2 separate regions of the Triticum aestivum genome follow, and region 1 is linked to region 2. Evidence: chromatin contacts called from public Hi-C data. All regions are on one chromosome and are shown on one strand. The core of a region is the stretch at or near the end of the contact, and the rest is flanking DNA. Distances in the headings are between cores, read along the strand shown.

The links. A called contact is a pair of places that touch in the nucleus more often than the background predicts.
Region 1: a Hi-C map of leaf shows a contact between it and region 2, with 7 times the contacts expected there. The contact joins the enhancer-like site here to the promoter of LOC123147318 in region 2. A contact is called at or near these places in 2 of 5 Hi-C or Micro-C datasets (both in leaf).

What each region holds. Positions count from the first base shown.
Region 1 is chr7A:422,937,892-422,944,099 of IWGSC CS RefSeq v2.1, forward strand. No RefSeq gene overlaps it. Among protein-coding and RNA genes, the nearest start is that of LOC123147318, 380 kb to the left of the region's middle. Within about 2 kb of position 4,815, at least 8 of the 8 cell types and tissues checked have an H3K27ac peak or open chromatin away from gene starts, as enhancers often do. A contact at or near this core is called in leaf, where this site is marked.
Region 2 is chr7A:422,563,650-422,569,848 of IWGSC CS RefSeq v2.1, forward strand. It overlaps LOC123147318 (putative glycerol-3-phosphate transporter 1), which reads right to left and starts at 1,761. Exons shown (of 5, transcript XR_006473166.1): 1 at 1,577-1,761; 2 at 1-397.

The DNA.
Region 1 (6,208 bases), core at 3,565-6,064, 380 kb after region 2:
AAGCCGAAAAGATCATTTAAAAGGATCAATTGATGATTGCACACATTCGCTCACATGTTGAAACAATAGGAACAAAATGACGGTGTCAAGTGATACTAATGAATATTGGTAGACATATAAGAAGCATCCATAATGTAAGCAGATAGTAATTGTCGAGCAATAGTTTGAAGAGGATTCTCCGAAGATCGAATAGTATTTCAAAGAATCTTATGAAGCATACAGACAACTGGGGATGCACAGATACTCGATAAGTGCGAGGAATTATTCGTAGGGGTATTCATGTGGTAGAGAACTGCAAGGCAGTAAGCTCAAAGGATTCTCGGGGCAACAGTGAGTGTAAGTGCATCTAGTGCCACCCCTAGTTGGTTTTGGAGTATTGATGACAAACCTAGTTGAGGGACTAATGTGTTTGTGAGAATTGCAGGATAACACAGGTAGAAGTCCCTCATTGATTCGGTTTTCCTACCAGAGATGACCCCCAAAAATGTAAGAAGACATTAAAGACAAAGGTGGTATGTGAAGACATTCACATTGAAGACTATGACAAGAGAAGACATCGCATGAAGACTATGGAGCGCGAAGACTTCGTTCTTTCGTCGTTCCTTTTCTTCTTTGTTGAGTCATAGGAACCACCATACTGTTAAGTGGGGTCCAAGAGAACCAGTCAGAATGACTGAAGTGATGCTTAACCAAAATCCTATGTATTCGAGTGAAGACTATGAGAGCAAATCTTGTCCAGAGTTGGATAAGTCAGCTTTGCTTGTAGTCCAAGTAAAGTTGCCGTGTGTGTTTGAAATCTGACCATTGGAACACGTGTCAGTTCCTTAGTGACCCAGGGTCATTTCGGACAAATCAGGTCGGGTTGCCTAGTGGCTATAAATAGGCCACCCCCTACAACCATAAACGGTTGGCTGCTCAGAGTTAAAGCACGACTTTTGTCGTTTGAGAGCAACCCACCTCGAAGCCTTTGAGAGAGAATTCCTTGAGAGGATAAAGCCCTAACCACCCAGAGCCAAAGAGTGTTAGGCATCACTTAAGTCTTCCTGTCTGTGTGATCTGAAGACTTATTACACTTGAGGACTGTGAATCCTCCAGCCGGTTAGGCGTCGCGTTCTGAGCATCCAAGAGTCATTGTGGATCGCCGGTGAACGAAGTCTGTGAAGGTTTGGAAGTCTACCTTGAAGACTTACCAGAGTGATTGGGCGAGGACTGAGTGTCCTTAGCTCAAGGGGAATAAGGTGAAGATGAGGTCTTCTGAGTTGAATCTCAGCCTCCCTAACCATATGTACAGTTGTCACAGCAACTGGAACTGGTCCAACAAATCATTGTCTTCAACGAGTCACTGGTTTCATCCTTCCCTTCCCTTTACTTACTATTGGTCCTTGTGAAGTCATTGTATGATTGCATTACCTTTTGTCTTCACTGAGTGACTACTTGTTCTGATTGGCTTCACAATATCTTCCTACCTGATCTTTACTGCCTAGCTGCTATTAGTCATTATGCTTTCACTTCATTGAATACTTGACTATGGTTTGCCTAGTGTAGTCTACTTTCCGTTGTATGGTAATAGGTTTATTTCTATTGTTTGTCTTCGAAACTTCCATGTTTTGAAGACTTCCATAAAAATCACCTATTCAACCCCCCTCCCCCCCCCTCTAGTCGATTAGTAGCACTTTCAGTGAGTATTTTAGGGCTTCTTGTAATAACAAGAGCAACAAGGAATGATTGTATGAATGACAATTGTATGTAGTTATCCATAAGGATATATCGGTGGTAGGGAATTTCAAAAGCGATAGGCACAAAGTCTCAAGATAACATCGTAGAGTATCTTCGGAATCTTCTGGTGCAGCAGGCGATAATCTGTAATAAGGGGCTCTCCGGGAGAAATTAGTTACGAGAACCTAGAGTTAGAGTTAGAAAAATCATTTAACCTGAATAGAAGAGAGATCAGAGTCCAGAGTAAAGGCGAGGAATAAAAGATCCTAATACCACCCAATGATGACGTGGGCCCGTAAGACACACAGCCATGTTAGTAAAAGTTTTGTAGTGACTAGACTCAACTTCGGCCAAGGAGTTGGAAAGGGAGCTACCTATAGGCAGTCGGCTCTGATACCAACTTGTGACGCCCACGATTTGACCGTACACTAAACATACACGCAAATGTGTACGATCAAGATCAAGGACTCACGGGAAGATATCACAACAAAACTCTAGATACAAATTAAAATAATACAAGCTTTATATTACAAGCCAGGGGCCTCGAGGGCTCAAATACACAAGAGTCAGTGGAAGCAACAATATCTAAGTACAGACATAAGTTAGACAAGCCTGCCTTAAGAAGGATAGCACAAAAGCAACAACGATCGAAAAGGCAAGGCCTCCTGCCTGGGAGCCTCCTAACTACTCCGGGTTGTCAACGGCCGTCATGTAGTAGTAGGCACCCTCGGGGTAGTAGTAGTCATCACTCATCAGTGGTGTCGTCTGGCTCCTGCCATCTGTCATCTGGTCACAACAATCGGGTATGGGGGAAAAGAGGTAGCAAAGGAGCCGTGAGTACTCATCCAAAGTACTCGCAAGACTTACATCAGATCTCAACTAAGTATGCATTGGTATCAAATGAAAGAGTTGTATCTGTGGACTGTACTGCAGAATGCCAAAAGAGAAGGTGAAATCCTAGCCTATCGAAGACTAGCATCTTCAAGCAGCTCCAAGCATCTTGCAGCATTCAGAAGAGATAAAAGTGGCATAGTATAATATTAGTAAGTATGTTGTAACATTGCCTAGAGATCACTTCCTTGACTCCCTGCGAGGAAACAATCCTGGGGCCATCATTTCCATTAAATGCCTCAGCATCAAGTTCTAGTTGTATCGACCGGGATACAACTCCGAGCGTCCATTACCGTAGGACAGGCTATCGATAGATGTTCTCTTCCCTCCAGGGGTGCACCAACTTACCCACCATGCTCGATTAACTCCGGCCGGACACACCATCAGGTCATGACCGGCCTCGGCCAATCAACACACCATAGTCCTACCTAGGCTCAATAGAGAGGCCAGCACGCTGGTCTACATCCTAAATGCGAAGGGGTCATGGGCCAATCACCCTTTGCAATCCTGCATGTTGCGAGGGCGGCCGGTGAGCAGACCTGGCAACCTCCTTAAAAAGGCAGGTGCTTATGCAGTCCAACCCAGCACGCGCCGCTCCATTGCTGACATCATTGAGCTTTCGACTGATACATACGATGCAGAGTGCCCATACTTATTCCCGCATGGTGGTCAGTGCGAAAAGGCCATAGGCCTACTCGGATCAAATATCCAAACAGTTAGTGCGTTGGTAGTGCGGTCACGAGCAGAGACTCGCGAAATATGTCACCCCATCGCCCCGTCTCAGGTACTTGCGATAAGGGCTAAGAATGCCTGGCCACGCCTCGTGTTCAACTCTCGGGTACCCTCCAGGTCAACCCGTCTCCACATCACTCGCGGGAACCCCTCAGGGTCGACCCGCCTTTCCAAGTAATAGTTGTAAAGTCATAGTAACCATAGTAAATGTGTGTCTAACACCAAGGGAAACCCTAAGGAACCACCCTCGATGGATTCCACTCGATGTAATCATCAAGGTGAACATAAGAGGAACCACCCTCGAGGTTCACACTTGAGGGGGTTGCACGACAGAGTCGTATCGGAAGTGGTTAAGGAGGAAATCACCCTCGATGACCATGACCAAATAGCTACACTACAGAGATTTCATCAGGAGTGATGTATGAGGTGTCACCTCGGCACTCGATAGTAACTCTGCAGAGTCGTTCAACTAGGGGGGTGATGTGCGGTGTCGGGGCCTGGACGTCGATCACGTTGATCGAGTCATTGAACATAAAGCAGGGCAACTAGGACAAGGTGGGGGTCACTGATGGATTTATAACAACCTATACTAAGCAGTTTAGAATAAGCAGGTAAGGTATTAAAGCAGGTAACAAAAACAGGCTATGCATCAGAGTAGGATCATACAGAAAGCAGTAGCAGTTCTAATGAAAGCATGAGAGGGAAAGAAATGGGCGATATCGGAATGCTCAAGGGGGGTTTGCTTGCCTGGAAGCTCTGTTGAAAAGGAAGAAGTGTCCTCGTCGACGTAGTCGAACACAAGGGCATCAACATCGGTCTCGGGGTCTATCGGAGAGAAGAGGGGGAAGAAATAGTAAATACAGAGCAAATAGGGGCATAACAGAACAACATGCAGAGCTAGACGCGATCTAATGCGGTACTACACGATACCGGCGAAGGGGGAGAACATCCGGGATTGTTTCCCCGGAGTTAGGCATTTTCGGACAAACGAACCAGAGGGGGAAGGTTGCATGTTTACTATGCTAGGGATGTGTGGCACACGAACGTGCTGCATATTCGGATTTGTCTCATCGTACTGAGCAAATTTCATGTAGAAATCTTTTTCATCGGAGTTACGGATTAATTTCTATGAATTTTCAAAGTTTTAAATCATTTCCGAAATTAACAGAATTAATTTAAAAAGTAAAAGAAATTACTGTGTCAGCATGACATCAGCATAATGTCATCACTCAACAGTCCGTTTGACTGGTCAAACTGGCACGTGGGTCCGGTTGTCATTGACTAACACTAATTAACAGTTTAATTAGTTAATAAGTTAATTAGGTTAATTAACATGATTAATTAAGTTAATTACTTAATTTTAGTTTTAATTATTTTCTTAATTCTTTTTGTTTCGAAAAAGGGGTGTGTGGGGCCTTATTGTCAGAGGCCCAATGGGCCTAATGGGGCAGGTGGCCTAAAGGGCGCGGATGCGGGCGCCAGCCTGCCTGGGCGCACGCCTAGGGGCACAGTAGGGGTCGCAGCAGGGGCACCCGGCGCCGACCGGCGGGCAGGGGCCGTGGGCGGGGCCGGTGAGGACGGCCGCCGGCGCGGGGCAACGGTCGTAGCCAGTGGTGAGCGTGCACGCGGCGTGATAGCCGGCCACGGCGCGGTCAAAGCGATGAGCGGGGCGATGAGGGGGCACGCGGGCGTGCATGGGGCGAGAGGCGATGCTCGGCAGCGGGCCAAGGGGCCGCCGCCGGCGAGCGCGGCAGCTGCAGGAGGTGCTGCACAGCGGCGTGGCACTGGGCATGGGCGAGCGAGGTGGCAGGGCCGCGGCGGGGCAGTGCGGGGCGGCACCGGAGCATGGATGCGAGTGGATGAGGCCGGGAGCGCGTCGAGCAGCAGTACGGGGCAGCGTCAGCGTGGACAGCGTAGGGGAAGGGGTAGAGGAAGATGGGGTCGTACCCCCGGTGTAGGGGTTCGTCGGCAAGACGCGGGGAAGTTCCGTCGGGGAGGGGACGAGGACGCGGTCCGGCGGCGTCGGGGCTCCACGCAGCGGCATTGTCGGGGGGTGGTGTCGTCGGGGCGCCACAGCGAGGCGTCCAAATAAGGAGGGGGAGGAGGCGAGGAGTACGGCGGTGGGGCCGCACAGAGGTGGGCGCCGGCGGCGCGGTCGCCGGTGTTCGCTGCCCCCGATCTAGATCAGGGGGAGGGGGAGATGGAGCGAGAGACATGGGGGATCGAGGTGAGTGGGGGGGGGGGGGGGGTAGCGGTTAGAGTTTCAGTCGGGGGGGATAAGGTGGGAGCGGGGTGGGTCGGCTAGGCGACGGTGCGGGCCGGCCTGGTGACCTAGTGGTCAGCTGGGTCGGTTGGCCCAATGGGGTGGTCTTTTTTTTGTTTCCTCTTTTATTTAAAACAGAGATAGAAAAATGACTATTTAGGGTAATCAAAAGAGCTAAGAAAAATGTGGGACTTAGCCTATTAAATAGTTTACATTTTTAGGCAGTGCCACAAAAGTTTGAAGGTTAGAGGAATTCATTTTCATTTTTCACAAATAACATAGCATTTTAAAATGCTGAAATTGCATTGTAATAATTGCTACAGTCCATCTTAGCGCTTAGGTGATGTTGTTTTCCTTAACAATTAAATGTTATGGAATTTTGGCTAAATGATGAACTATTTTGCGGTAACTTTGGTGCAACTTCATATCTCACTTGCAAATTGAATTTCATTTCAAATTTGAAATTTCAAACGATATTTGAATCGAAGGTGATCAAGCACTGTTTAGGTAAACGATCAGCTTTAATCACAGAGGATTACTGTAGCATGACACCAGGGGTGTTACACCAACCATTGGTGTTTGCCATTTGCCGCCGATGCCCACCCG
Region 2 (6,199 bases), core at 511-3,010:
CCCAAGAGAATACACCGCAAGGAATGCGACATCTATCTCACCAAGCAAAGTGGAACCATCAGCGGTGTTAAATGGAGACCAACCAATGTTGAGACTGTTGCGTGTGTGCAATCGTCCCCAGGCAGACCCCACTTTGGTCTGGGGATCAAGCTCACTCTTGACAATGCTTGTTATCTTCCGAGTCATATGGAAGCAAGTGTATGCCAAGAATGTAAGGACCAAGACGAACGTCTGGTAATTTCTTAGAGCCTTGGCACCTTTGAATAACCGGAGGCCAGGAGGTTTCCTACTCGTCGTCTCATGAGACCTGGCCATGAGAACTCTCGACTGTTGGTAACTGCAGCTACTGCCAGAGGCCAAGCAGATGTACACCTCCTGATAAAAGAATGATCACCACCTGAAAGCATCAAAGAGGATGTAAGACAAATGGGTAAAAGGAGCGATTCTATGTTACAATTGATAATTGAAGTTATACATCTCTTAGTGGTTAGTAACATCCATAAGCAATCGTGCTTTAAAAAACTAGAAATCACTGATCCAAACGCATCTTCGTAGAATTTTGGTTACCATGCAAATATGGGGGAAATGGATGCACCCAATAATTCAACACATTTTATAAAACTTTAAACTCCGTTAATCCCAACACAACTTTGTGCTATTTGGTTAACACGCAAACATGGTAAAAATTCACACATCTAATGATCCCGAAGCAATTTGGGAAACAAATTGATCAATATGTTGGCTAGCCCAGTTCAATGATCGCAAGTGCAAGTCATCCACTAGATCACCAAAAGCGGAAACCCATCTTGCTCTTGTTCTGCACAATATGATCACGTCATCTGTGACCTAGATCATGGAGAGCACATGGGTACAAAGGACTGACGATACACTATTCTTATCTCCAACACCACAAATCAGAATTCACCCCTATTATTGAGTGCAAATGCGTTCCTTAGCAATCAACCGACTTAGACGTGACTCTAAGGTATCAATTATCTACCATACTATTAATCGGGGCAGGTAAAAAGATCCCCAAGTGGATGTAGGGGGAGCAAGGCTGATCTGACCTGAATATCCCCGGATAAAATTTCAGGGTCTCCATCACAGGAACTAAACTTAGTACAGTATTGGATATTCGAAATCCAAAATATTACTTACTGTTTAAATGCTCTATCCACGGCTACCGAGCAGTACCACCAGCGGAACAAGCACCTAATTCAGGAAATAACGGGAGAGATTATCGTCAGTGGCGGAGCTAGACGAAAGTCTCCCTAAAAAAATTTCTTCAGAAATTGAGCCAAGGCTGGGGGGGCAGCAGCCCCCCCTGGCCCCAACATAGCTCCGCCACTGATTATCGTCTCTCTCTCTCCCCCCATGAATCCTGAAGGGACTAAAAATCCTTCCCATCTCCCTGCCCTGGGTCCAACCCAAACCTCCCCCAAACCCATCACCCTCCGCGCCAAAACCGACGATCCAAAGAAGCAAAGGGAACAAAGCTTACGGATTGGGCGTGCAGAATCAGTAAGGAAGAAGGAGGAGGGAGATGAAGAAACCGGGATTCGGGGCGAGAACACACCTCCGCGGAGGCGGTGGACTGCTCTGCCGATCTGCGACGAGCCGCGGCAGGTTGGATTGGGGGTTTAGTGTGAAAATGCGCACGCGCAGGCAGGAGAGGAGGAGATGGCTGGGGAAGGAAGGAAGGAGGTCGTTTCTTTCCGCTCTTGGCGTCTGTTTTTTCTCGAGAGTTTGGGTGGCTCGAGGAGTTCGGGCGAGGCTGGCTTGCATTTATTCTGATGGCAAGCCAAGCTTGCAGAGGTATTTACGGCGATGCCCTTGGACCATAATGCCCTTTCACTTTTATTTATTGTCTGGAGCAGACTGACGCCACAGGGTTCACAAGCACAAGCCGAAGTGGCAAACTGGCAATGGCAACCCTTTTATATGTCACGCTAAACGTCAACCACGAGACTGGTCATATATTGGGGAGGCTCTCAAGCCACATCAAACCCGTACTCCAAAGTGACAGCAACTCATACTCCCTCCGTTCCAAAATATAGCGCGCCCAACGCTTTTCGAGGTTCAACTTTGACCATAAATTTAACCCACGAGACCGACTGCGGCGGGATCAAAAATTATATAATTAAAAACTTTTTTTGAATACGAATTCATTGGTATAATTTTTTCGTCCGCCGCAGTCGGTCTTGTTGATTAAATTAATGGTCAAAGTTGAAGCACGGAAACCAAGGACGCGCTATATTTTGGAACGGAGGGAGTACTCCACTACTACTACCTCTGCTTCACTTATACGGAGTATAAGGCATTTAAGCCCGCTCAGCTCTAAACAGTTTAAAACTAGCTGTCTAAACCGTTTTATAAAAACGAATGGAGGAAGTAGTTCTTAATAACAAATTTACCGTAATGTTATCTGATGGATGTTCGCCGTATCAAATCCTGGCAAAAGCCCCAGAGCTGTCAGAGTGGTAGTTTCTGCCTAGAACATCCCACAATTTAAACAAAATGCCATGACAGTTTTGAAAAAGCCATCCCCAGCCACAAAAATTGTCATCCTGGGGTCGCGCTTGCCATCATCCCCTAGAACGGTCGTCGATTGGGATCCCAAATTTAAGTGATAGCACAACCACGTCATGCAGTCATAAGAATTGGAACCACTTTAGCACAAGACAATCAACCATAAGGTGGCACGACCCATATCTCATGATTTGCTTCGCACGCTCCCTCAAAAAAAAATCTACTTCGCACATTCCCTCAAATAAATAAAAACATCTGCTTCGCACGCAAACCCCAAGAAGAGGAGCTAGTCTTGCACTCCTTGTAAAAAATGTTCCGAGTTGGTCGATCGGCTTCGTTTTATGCAGTTGCTCGCGATAGTGACTCACTTTCCACATGGCCACACAGGCTACCCTCACCCGTGTGACGCCCTAAGGCCGGAGCTTCAGATGCCTTTCAGAGTTTTCGGGTTTTCATCGTGTGAGTTGTCGGTTTGTTGCATTCATCTTTGTATCATGTGCATTGCATCATGTCATAAAACTTTTGCATCTCAACTAAATAAATTGCATAGATCGTTGATCTATTTAAATCGAAAGAACTCACATGGTGTTTTCTCTTTAAAACATACCCTCCCAATATTTAGGGAGCTATATAAAATATTCCATTAGTTTGGAATTTACCGCAACACACGGGCATATTAAATCCCTTCCTTTCCTGCCTCAAGTTTGGACTCTCTAACTTTGCCAAATTCTTTTCCTATTTATCGAGGCTCTTTTCTTTAATCTCAACATTTTTTGAGCACTTCTAAAACCTAGCCCCAATTCAAACCCATTTGAATGATATTCAAATGAGTTCGAATTTAAATCTTGCATTCACGCCAACTTCTATCTTCTTGGTTCCAGCTCAGTTTTGTGGGTCCGGAAATTTATACGCGTGTCCTACTTCTTCCCCAATACCTCCTTTCTTCTCCTTTTTCCTTCTTTGTTTTTTTTTTCTGTTTTTAGAAATCAAGAGAGGGAGAGAAGGGAGCCCAGCAGGCCATTTAGGCCCAGCTGCACCTAAACCTAGACGGCTCCAAGGCCCACTCCCCCGGCCCACCTAACCCTCTAACCTAGCCCGCACCCTGCTCTCCTTCCTTGCGCAGCCACTCCCTCTTGATCTCACCCTCTCTCTCCCGCAGCGCCCGAACCACCATCTCCCTCTATCCCATCTTCCTCCCGCAGCCTCTCCCTCTCGATCCCTCTTCACCTCCTCGCCTCCCCGCTGCATGGCTCGGCGCCAACGCCGCTGCTGCTTCGTCGCCCGTGTCGCCATGGTCCTCCTTGTGCCTTTGCTTCTTCACTTGCGGCTCCGCCGCCCCATGTCCACGTCGCCGGCCACCAGCAGGACGCCGCCGCAGCGCCGACCAGCGCCGGCCTCGACCGCCTCCTCTGCTCCGCCTCCATCGCCGGCGACCACGACCAGCGCCCACCTATGGGAGCTCTACGCCCCTGCCTCGTCCTCTTCTGTGGCTGCAGAAGCCTGCCACGAGCGTGCCGCCGTGCTGCTTCGCCGTCCATGGCCCTGGCCTCCTGCCACGGAGCTGACGCTGCCGGCGTCCACCTCCTCGCCCATGCCTCCCCGTCGCTCTTCCTTCACGTGAACTGTTGCAGGAGCGCCAACGCCACCAGGCCGCCGTCCCGCGCTCAAGCTCCTCCGCCCTCGGGCTCCGTTCGCGCCGCCGTTTGCCCGGATCCGACGCCGGCCGACCAGGATCCGCTCGTCTTCGCCGTTACCAGCGCTGCAGGAACCGTGCTTCAAGTCCCCGTCGCCAATCTGGCCTTGCACATCTTGTTTGACCCAAGGAGACCCACACCACCGGCAAGACCAAGGATGCCCGAACGAGTGCTGACCGAAACGCCTAAGTACCACTACTTCCACGATGATCGTTGTTCGCCAAGTACACCTTCGGACGCCAAGTTCCTCTTCAAAACGTACGACTACTCGGTGTTGCGTCAAGTACCCCGATGGCCGGAGCCCTCAGATCCGTCAAGTTCGTCTACGAACCGAGAACAACTACTGTCTCCGAAGAACCGTGTAATGGAACCGTCAAGTTCGACTATGACTCGTGTACGACTACGCGGGATTCCTCGGACGCCAAGTTCAACGATGCATCAAGTTCCTCGCCGTGACCCTGAACATCTGCAGGAAAACATGTACCAATACTGCCGCCGAGATTGCGAGAACCTCTACCGTCGATCCTAGAGCATGCGAGAATGACTACTTCCACTACGAACGTCCCGAGAATGTCTACTTCCCCTACACCGCATCGAACTTGATCCGTTCCGAAAAGGCACGCTTCGAAGGTATAACCTCGAGACGACCACTCGTGGACCGTATGCATGAGTTGTATGAGATGCATGTTGGTTGTTGTATCTGCCCGTGAATGTTAGTTGTTTCCCTCGCTTGGCACCACCGTCGACCCATGGGAACCCGGTTACCGGGATCACCCCACCATCTTTTGCACGCTCCCGTCACTTCCTTTTGCACTAGTATCCCCGTGGGCTACCGGATAATCGATATGTTGTCGTGGCATCATTTTCGTATTCGTTGCGGTGGCACCCCTTGAAGGAAATATGCCCTAGAGGCAATAATAAAGTTATTATTTATTTCCTTATATCATGATAAATGTTTATTATTCATGCTAGAATTGTATTAACCGGAAACATAATACATGTGTGAATACATAGACAAACTTAGTGTCACTAGTATGCCTCTACTTGACTAGCTCGTTAATCAAAGATGGTTATGTTTCCTAACCATGAACAAGGTGTTGTTATTTGATTAACGAGGTCACATCATTAGTTGAATGATCTGATTGACACGACCCATTTTATTAGCTTAGCACCCGATCGTTTAGTATGTTGCTATTGCTTTCTTCATGACTTATACATGTTCCTATGACTATGAGATTATGCAACTCCCGTTTACCGGAGGAACACTTTGTGTGCTACCAAACGTCACAACGTAACTGGGTGATTATAAAGGAGCTCTACAGGTGTCTCCAAAGGTAGATGTTGGGTTGGCGTATTTCGAGATTAGGATTTGTCACTCCGATTGTCGGAGAGGTATTTTTGGGCCCTCTCGGTAATGCACATCACATAAGCCTTGCAAGCATTGCAACTAATGAGTTAGTTGCGAGATGATGTATTACGGAACAAGTAAAGAGACTTGCCGGTAACGAGATTGAACTAGGTATTGGATACCGACGATCGAATCTCGGGCAAGTAACATACCGATGACAAAGGGAACAACGTATGTTGTTATGCGGTCCGACCGATAAAGATCTTCGTAGAATATGTAGGAGCCAATATGGACATCCAGGTCCCGCTATTGGTTATTGACCGGAGACGTGTCTCGGTCATGTCTACATTGTTCTCGAACCGTAGGGTCCGCACGCTTAACGTTACGATGACAGTTATTATGAGTTTATGCATTTTGATGTACCGAAGTTAGTTCGGAGTCCCGGATGTGATCACGGACATGACGAGGAGTCTCTAAATGGTCGAGACATAAAGATTGATATATTGGAAGCCTATGTTTGGATATCGGAAGTGTTCCGGGTGAAATCGGGATTTTACCGGAGTACCGGGAGGTTACCGGAACCCCTCGGGAGCTATATGGGCCTTAGTGGGCTTTAGTGGAAAGGAGA